Regions from separate parts of the Sus scrofa genome. Here all the other regions are linked to region 3. A link is a contact called in public Hi-C and promoter capture Hi-C data. All regions are on one chromosome and are shown on one strand. The core of a region is the stretch at or near the end of the contact, and the rest is flanking DNA. Distances in the headings are between cores, read along the strand shown.

Region 1 (2,700 bases), core at 74-2,573, 110 kb after region 3:
AACTGCATATCTTCTTGGAAGTGACCTCGATTTTCTTTTTTTTTTTTTAAAGAAACAGATGAGCTCTCTATGTGGTAAATATATTAGAAGTCAGTGCCGGTGAGAGGCGGGCATATAGGTCTTGCTATTAAAAAGGAAAAAACTGGAGTTCCGGTCGTGGCTCATCCTCATGGAAACTAGTACAGCTGAGCCACAACCGGCACATCCCTGGCCTCCCTCGGTGGGTTAAGGATCCGACGTTGCCATGAGCTGCGGTGTGGGTCTCAGACGCAGCTCGGATCCAGCATTGTTATGGCTGTGCTGTAAGGCCACCCCTAGCCTGGGAACTTCCATATGCCGCAGGTAAGGCCCTAAAAAAGACCAAAAAAAAAGGAAAACACAAAGAAACTGGCCCTGCATGCACCTTCTTAGCTGCTTGCCCTCGCATAAGTCACTGCGACTCTCGGGGTCTCTATTTGCTTACTCGGTAAAATGAGGACAATGATGTCTGACCCGGTCCCAGGGTGGAAATGGGAACCGGCGAACACAATGCACTCAAGGCCACAGGCAGAGGGCACGGGGCCCCGGCTCCGCAGCCCCGTATTCTTGGTCGCCGGGCACAAGGCGGCGGCGGCAGCGGTCCCTGAGGTTTCCGAGAGGCCCGGGCATCCCTACCTGCTGTCCGTGTCCTCCTCCGGGTACTTGTCCACCACATTGATGATGTCCAGCACCACTAGCCCCACGCACAGGATCTGCTTCTCTTCCATGAGGCCGCTCCCGGAGCTTTCTCGGCTGGCCCGGCTGACGGGCTTCCTCCCGGGCTCGGCCTCTTATCTTGGAGGATCGTGTCCCGCTCGCAGGGGCTGTCCTGGCTCCTCCTCCGCGTCCTGAGCTCCTCCTCCAGGGAGTCTCCTCCGGCGGCGAGGGGTGCAGTGGGGTGCAGGGGACGGAGCCGGGCTCCTGCCCCCCACACCCACCGACCCCAGCGGGCCTGGGAGCGCAGACCCCGAGGTCTTGGTCCCCGGCTTTCGCTCAGCAGGCTGCGCGGCCCAGGAGATGGCTCCGCTTCCCACTTCTCGCCCTCAGTTTCCTCATTTGTCCGACGGACTCCGACTACCGCAAATCTCTCTAAAGCGCGGCTGGGCACCCTCTTGAATGCCAAGACAAAGTGGCAGCAGAAAGGCATCCCTTGCCCTGCCTCCCAGCACCTAGACGGGCGGCGTGAAGCAGGGCCTCGCAGCTACGGCCCGAGCCGGGCATCCCGAGCCGCCGCGGCTTGCGCTGTCCCGGCAGCCCCGCCCCCGAGCCTCGGCCAATCCCAGCGCGAGTCTAGCCTCCGTGGTGGAGCAGCGAGGGCCCGCGAGGTGAGCGGCGGCGGTCACGTGACGGCAGGCCCGCCTAGCGGCGCCGCGGTCCCGGCTTCCAGCGCCCTCTGGCGGACGCCCGCAGCAAGGGCGCGACCAGGAGGCAGGCCCCGCTGCGGCTCCAAGGGGGCGGGAGCCCTTCTGGCCCGCGCGTCCGGAGCAAGGGCTGGCAGAGCCACCCAGGCAGAGCGCAGAGCTCAAGCGGGGTCCGGGGTCCCAGGCTCTCTCGCCCCGTCCCCTGTGTACGCCTGTCTACGCTTGAACACACGCTGGAGTAAACGGCCTTTTTTTGTTGTATTTTGTTTTTTTTAGAAAAACCAAATGTCTTTATTCCTGAATAGTTTAGTATGGCGGTGGGGTCCCGAGGCCCCTCGAGAGAGAGCCCTGGAGCCCAGGGACTCGGTCTAGAGGCCAGCTGGGGGAGCAAAGGGTGCGAGGATTGGCTCCTCCGCAGTCCGGGTCTTGCAGGGGACGGCGATCAGTCCGAAAGTCTGAACGAGGGAACCCGAGTCCCCGACCCGGCGCGCTCCGACCGTGGGAAGGAGGCTGCTCCGGGCGCCTGTGCCGCGGCGGGTACGGAAACGGCGGCTCGCCCGGAGTCAGCGCCCAGTCCCAGGCGAGACCCGGCGAGCCCGCCGCCCCCGCTGGCTCTTTGGCGGGCGGTAGCCGGCGGCCCAGCCCCCTGTCTACACCTGTTACAGCTCCTGGTCCTCGTAGAGCAGGGCTCCGCTGAAGATGGTGAGCGGCTCCTCCGAGTGCGCCAGCTGCCCCATGACCAGGTCGATGCAGACCGTATCCCCGGCCTGCAGCGGCAGGATAAGGCTGAAGACGCCTAGGGCGCCCGGGCTGGGCTGGCTCTCGGCCACCGGCTTATTCTCCAGGCCCTCAGGCTCGTAGCCACCGGAGTCTATGCGGGCCACACCCAGGTTGGAGCGCGACAGCACGGCCTCCACTTTCTCGTGCCGATGCCCAGTCAGCACCGCACTCAGCAAGTAGCGTCCAGCCAGAGGGGCGGTGAACACGCCTGGGGACAACGGTGGCAGTCAGGAGGGAGACAGGTGGCAGGGGCCAGGAAGGTGTCTGGGAGCCCATCCAGAGCTCCTAGACTAGGGAGGGGCCCACTGGGAGCTTTGCCTCCCTTCTGCGAGAATGTAAGCTCCACAACAGCGGGGAAATGGGTGCTTTGTTCATTTCTGAATCGCCAGCATTTAAAACAGTGCCTGGGCAAGAGCAGGCCGCCCATAAAGAGCTGTGGGAAGATGGGCTCTTCCCTTCCCACCCCAGTCCTCAGCCCTCTGGTGAGAATGATGAAATGAAGGAAAGATTAATGAAGATTAAATGATTGAAGATTAAAAGA
Region 2 (2,721 bases), core at 96-2,595, 97 kb before region 3:
CCATTTTACTTGCTAAGATTCTGAGAGGTTAAAGCAGCCTGAGTAAGTTTACATGACTACTGAGTGGTGCTGCAGGGGTTTGAACCTAGACCGTCTGACTTCAGAATACAACTTTCCAATTTAGCACATTTGGTCTCCTTAGCACATTTATCTCCTAGTGTAAGTTCACTCCTCTGGTACGGTGTTTTGCATATAGAAACCTTTAGTTAAATGTTTGTGACATGACCTCTCTTGTTTCCTCACTGTGTTTTTCCAGTGTCTGTAAAAGGATTTCCCCTGCCTTAATCATACAGGAATGAAAATAAATTGGGGCTGGAGAGAGCCAGGTAAAGAGCCTGAAAGAGTCAGATGAAAAACAACAACACCACACACACAATAATGAAAAACAAACAAAAAAGATACGGCTGCCTCCTGAAGTGGGCTCCCTGAAAATGATTAACAGGGGCTGCCAGCCTGACAAATCTGCCAGAGATCTTCTAAATCTCCACTTTTCTAGAAAGGATGTTGCGCTAGGTTCACAAAATTATAGAACGATAGAGCTGAAACAGATTAGGAAATTACCTAATCTGTTGGTTTACAAACACCTAGTTGTGAACCCCTTTAACTGTGTTTTTTTTCTAGAGGTATACAGATATTTTTTAAAAGTTGAGGTAAAGAAGGCCCTGTGATACTCTACTCCCCAAACACCTAACCCCCTCCCCAAACTGAGGAGCCCAGTTCAAAAAACAGTCCAAATCCCTCATTTCACAGATGAGGAACCTAAATTCAAGTCTAGTGATGACCAAGGCTGCAAGCCCTCTAGTTTTGAAGCCAGTACCCAAACCTTCTGAGGTTCTCTAATCCCAGTGCTTTCCACGGAGAAGTCATCTTTGCGCAGCATTTCAAGAGGCCATTATAAACAAAACGCTGAACTAGCTGCTGTGAGGACGATATATTTGAACAAGACCCAGTTCCACCTATTCAGGAGCTCGCAATTGAGGCTAGTGAAGAACTTGGAGACATTTTTTAAAAGTTAACACACACGCACGCATTTAACTGTGGCTAATGCTTTCCAAACTACGATTCCTGAGCCCGGGAAGGAGGTCAGGACCTTGGCCAGTTCCGGGATGCGGGAACAGTGAGGGTCTGCCCAGGTTAAGAGGCCCCGGCCCCGGGGAGAGAAGGAGCAGAAGAGGCGGGGGTCGGACGCAGGTGGGAAGTATGGCAGGCGGGCCCCGCACCAAAACCCGGAGCAGACCGAGCCGCGCCGCTCACCGCGGGCTTAGTGGCTCAGTCCACTCCCATTCCGGCCGTGGCTGCCGAAGGAAGCCGAGCGGAAGGGGCGAGACTTGGGGCGGAAGTACCGCCTCCCGCTCAGGTCACGTGGCAGGGATTGCGCTCCCGCCCAGGTGAGTAGCTGGGGATCCACAGTCACAGTCTCAAAGCGCCGCGCGCCCGGAGTGCCCGCAGGGCGTGGGGCAGTTCCAAGCCCAGGGAGCCACCCTATTTCCGGTGTGGATTTGGGCTCTGGAAGGATGCGGGCCGGTTCCAACTAAGAGTCTGAATCTGGGGACCGAGCAGGCTGTGGGGAGAAAGCCAGAGCAGACCCGCCCTCTTGTGTGTCTCAGTCGGGACGAAGGCCCCCAGATAGCCCTGCTTCACGGCTGGGGGTAGGGTGGCGGGTGGCAGCCCCCGGGATTCCATAGCTGCCCACAGCCTTCCTCTCTTACCCGACCTCTAAGGCGACCCCTGTGACAGGAAGCTGTCCAGAAGCCGCTACCCCTGTAGAGGCGGGAGGGGGAGAGGGAGTGGGCAGAAGGTAAAGACAAGCGTCTTTTTAACTGTGGGAAGGGACAGTGGGAGTGACCTCCCCTCTCTTCTCGGCTTGACAGGAAGCATGGCACTTTGGCGGGCATACCAGAGGGCTCTGACTGCTCACCCATGGAAAGTACAGGTCTTGACTGCTGGTGAGTGTCCCCGTGGGACCTGGTGGTACCACAGCAAATGATTTGGGAGGCAGAAGTCCCTCCACCACAGCCCTCTTGAAGGATTGGCTCTCACCCCAGTCTATTTTAGAGGGGTGTCCCCAGGCTGTTCTTAAGGAAAGGGGTGTGCATAGGTAGCCTAGCTGTAAAGTAAGATCTGAAAGTTCTTAAAAACCTAAGGAGTCATCCCTTTAGGATAAAAGCATTGCCCAGGAAGCCTTAACTTAGAAATGAACAATAACAAAGACTCCTTTAACATTTTACAGTGTGCAAAAAGACTTTCAACACACATTATCTCAGAGGGTCCCACAAAGGTGTGTGGGCTAAGATAACTTGGGTCCGCATTCGATCACACACCTAATAAGTGCTGGAATCATACTCTTACACAGATTATTTTTCTTAGCATTGTTTTTATTGGGGAATATATCCTAACACACAAAAGAATGATTAGATATGTATGCACCACTTAAATAACATTACACTGAATACTCCTCTATCGAGACCCCTGGAGCGCCTGTCCCTAATTCATGCACCTCAAGAGAAAACCACTTTCTTGAGTTTCACTTACATCACTCTTTTGCTTTTCTTGTAGTTTTACTACCTATGGCCATGTCCCCAAACAATATACTAATCAAGGACTTATTTTTACTCTAAATCCAGTGATTGCGTGTCAACCTCACAAAGGTAACCCTTTGATTACCTGTATTTGTTATCATCTTCATTTTGCATATGCTAATAGGAGAGGGGAGGGCAAAGA
Region 3 (2,955 bases), core at 87-2,586:
AACAAAGCCATAAAGACTTTTAAAAAAGAAAAGGCAAATATTACGACATTTACTCATTTCAACCAGGAAGCGCCACAGGGTAGTTTACTTAGCCAAAAATGCTATAACAGATTTAAAGTCTGAGACTCATAGTTTAGAGGCCTCCAAAATAGGTACCAATAGTTATCCTAAAAGCCAATCAGGCAAGCGTTGAAGAATCCAGTTTGGGAACTCTTTTCCAATATCCAGAGATGTCTTCTCCTTCCTCACCCCAGGATGGTGCCCTTCCCATTCAGGCAGCAGCGGCCTTGCAGCATTAGCTCTGGTGTCTGTTTACAATAAAGGGCCACTTCTGACAAATTTTGCACATCCCCTGGACACTGGATGCATATCTGCAGAAGAGATAAAACTATTAGGACTCCAGAAAGAAAAGCCAAGGGAAAAGAACAAAAACAAAAACAAAAACAAAACAGGGACCAAAAATTAACTGCCAGTCTAGAATTCCTCTAACTCAGGGCATAGACGTGTCCTACCTTTACGTCAGATTTACTAGAAGACAGCGTTTCTGGAGCCAGGTGCCAAAACAGGGCACCAGAGAATTTCTGTACCAGATCTCATCCAGGGAAGGACCTCATCTTTGAGAATTACTATTGGAACATATTTATTATGCCCTCTCCAATGACTTCTCAATCTGCCAGCCGCGATTTGACCGGGTATAAAAGGACTGCAGGTACACAAAGATCTCATCAAGCATAACAGAACGTACAGTCCAGCCACCGCAGGGTATACGGCGTTCGTGCGTCGTGATTTTGCAGAATAACCAGAGGACTTGTTGGTAGAAAGAAAAACTTAAAAGTTACTCAAACATTGAGGAGGGAGGAGGTCAAATTTCAAAGGTCTTTGGACATCGGCAGCGCGGAGGCGCTGGGAGACAGCAGCGTGAGTACTCCGGCGTGGAGCCGTGGAGCCGACTGGGTTACGCTAGGGAGGCCCCAGGGACGAAATCCGGGCTGCGGGCTGGCAGGGGAGAGGCCAAGAGGGGAGAGCCGAGGGCCGGCGAGCAACTCTGTTTCAACCCAGCCTCTAATTTGCTTCAGTACCTCGGGTAACGCCAAAGCCCTTGGCACGCTCAGAACGAGGAGCAGGGCTGCAGCCCGGGGCACCAAGCTCGAGGGACTGCGGAAACCGGGACGGGCCATTTTCTGCTCCCTCCGTCCTTCTCAGCTGATCGCGAGACTTGAGCGTGTGGCCCCGCCCCCACCGCCTCTGGCCCTTCCCGGGGGTGTGGCTAGTTGAGCGGTCCGTCGGCCCGGCCAGTCAGCCGGCTCGGCCAGTCCGCCGGCTGGGGGTTGCCGTAGCGCGCGGAGGCCAGCGCTCTTCTTTGTGGGCCTTCGTCCTCCTTTGGGGGGCCAGACCGCCCCTTCTTTTCCCTGTTACATGAAGGCTCTCCCCACGACCGCTCTCTCAGCCCCGCGTTCCTCCAGCCTGGACGCCGAGGTCGCGTCGCCGCAGCGCCTTGGGGCCGATTCTTCCGCCCTCAGTAAACATGGCGGCGCGGCGGGGGCGGGCAGGGGGCGGGACCCTGCTGTCACCCGGCCAGGCGCGGCGGGACCGGCCCGGACCCTCCTGCGGAGACCCGGCAGGTGGGCGGGACGAGGGCGGGCCGCAAGGGGCTGGGCCGGAGCATAGAGGCTCAGGAGAGTGGCGTAGGGAGGGGAGGGGCGGGAGAGAAGGGGCGGGATGAGTCGGCCCCGAGCGTGGTGGCCCGGGAAGATCGGAGGTGCCCCGGGCGAGGTGGTAGTGGTCCCGCCGCCTCGCCTGTGGAGGGGAGGAGAGAAGCTAGAAAGTAAAGAGGGTAAGGGAGATGGAGGAGCGAAGGGCTAAGGGCAAACCCCCTGGGAGGAGAGGAGCCTGGGGACACCCGAGGCACGCTTTTTCACCTCCGTCCTGAAACCACGCGGTGTCTGGTGCCCTGGCAGGGAGATAGGGGAAGGCGAGATGCTTCCCTAATTCCTCATCTTCTTTGTTTGCCAGAAAAAAAGAGTGATGCAGAACTCGGGAAGAACCACGGGACCTTCTTAGCCTTGGCTGGGCGGCGGAGGTAAGGGTAAGACGAGTGCTGTACCTGGTTGGCCCTGGGGCCTTGACTGAAGGGCACCGAGAGTGAGAGCGAGCCGTGTGCTGGGAGGGACTGAGTGTTGGCTTTGGTTAGGGCCATCAGGAGTTCATCAAAGCTAACCAACGCTTATCTTAAGGAGCCAGGCTTCCCTTCCACCTAGCCCCAGGTGTCAGGAAGCTTCTGAAAGGATTTCCTCTCAGAGGGCTGGCACATTTTCTAAGGCTTTTGTAGTTACTAGGATTTTAATGAGGACCCTAAAGCTTTTCAGACCTTGAAGAATTCTAGGCACGAGGTCAAATTTTGAAGCCCTAGGAAGGTTGGTCCCAAAGTGGCCCCTTTGCCTTTTGTAGGAGTCAAAGCCATCCAGTTTGTGACCAGGGGGGGGGGGGGCATGGTTAAGGTGGTGAAAATTGAGTCTCTTTCTCGTCTGTGTATGTTAGACTTTTTAAAAGGGTCCCACAGGCAGCTTCTTGTGCCCTATGTGCCAGTTTTAGTGGAAAAACCCGTCTCTTCCTTTTGGCTTCCCTTCTCTTTCTTCAGCCATCTAAGAGTGTTCTCTGTATCTCATGCAAATAGAATTCTCAGGAAGCCCTGCCGCTTTACCCCAACAGTGGAGGATCTCCGTTTCTGTGCTTCTGTTTTCCAGTCTGTCCTGGGACCTTCCTTCCTTGCTCCAAACACCTGCCCAGCCACATCATTAACTCTTGCCCTCTACGTGTTGTTATTTGCCCACAGCAGAGATCTCTCACTCTCTGGTACTTTCCATCACCTTTATCACAGTGGTAAAAACTTGCCAAAGAATGAGAAATCTCCAGGTGTTGCAATGTACAAAGGCTCAGGGCATCTTTAGGTTAAAT

The links. Promoter capture Hi-C pulls out the DNA fragments that hold promoters and counts their contacts. Hi-C and Micro-C count contacts between places; a contact is called where the count stands out from the background.
Region 1: a promoter capture Hi-C map of liver shows a contact between it and region 3, with 5 times the contacts expected there. The contact joins the promoter of KHK here to the promoter of ATRAID in region 3. A contact is called at or near these places in 2 of 5 promoter capture datasets (fetal skeletal muscle and liver), 7 of 47 Hi-C or Micro-C datasets (heart right ventricle, liver and skeletal muscle) and 2 of 2 datasets of contacts at active chromatin or transcription factors (alveolar macrophages and skeletal muscle).
Region 2: a Hi-C map of alveolar macrophages shows a contact between it and region 3, with 1.9 times the contacts expected there. The contact joins the promoter of MPV17 here to the promoter of ATRAID in region 3. A contact is called at or near these places in 1 of 5 promoter capture datasets (liver) and 3 of 47 Hi-C or Micro-C datasets (alveolar macrophages, epiblast stem cells and liver).

The regions. Positions count from the first base shown.
Region 1 is chr3:112,030,292-112,032,991 of Sscrofa11.1, forward strand. KHK (ketohexokinase) reads right to left here and starts at 1,324. Exons shown (of 8, transcript XM_003125300.4): 1 at 655-1,324. The coding sequence starts at 746. It overlaps EMILIN1 (EMILIN-1), which reads right to left. Exons shown (of 8, transcript XM_003125303.4): 8 at 1,619-2,367. The coding sequence ends at 2,039.
Region 2 is chr3:111,821,730-111,824,450 of Sscrofa11.1, forward strand. MPV17 (protein Mpv17) reads left to right here and starts at 1,346. Exons shown (of 8, transcript XM_021087692.1): 1 at 1,346-1,388; 2 at 1,872-1,946. The coding sequence starts at 1,877.
Region 3 is chr3:111,918,430-111,921,384 of Sscrofa11.1, forward strand. ATRAID (all-trans retinoic acid-induced differentiation factor) reads right to left here and starts at 1,337. Exons shown (of 8, transcript XM_003125294.4): 1 at 1,080-1,337; 2 at 250-371. The coding sequence starts at 1,178. It overlaps SLC5A6 (sodium-dependent multivitamin transporter), which reads left to right and starts at 874. Exons shown (of 18, transcript XM_021087700.1): 1 at 874-918; 2 at 2,014-2,080.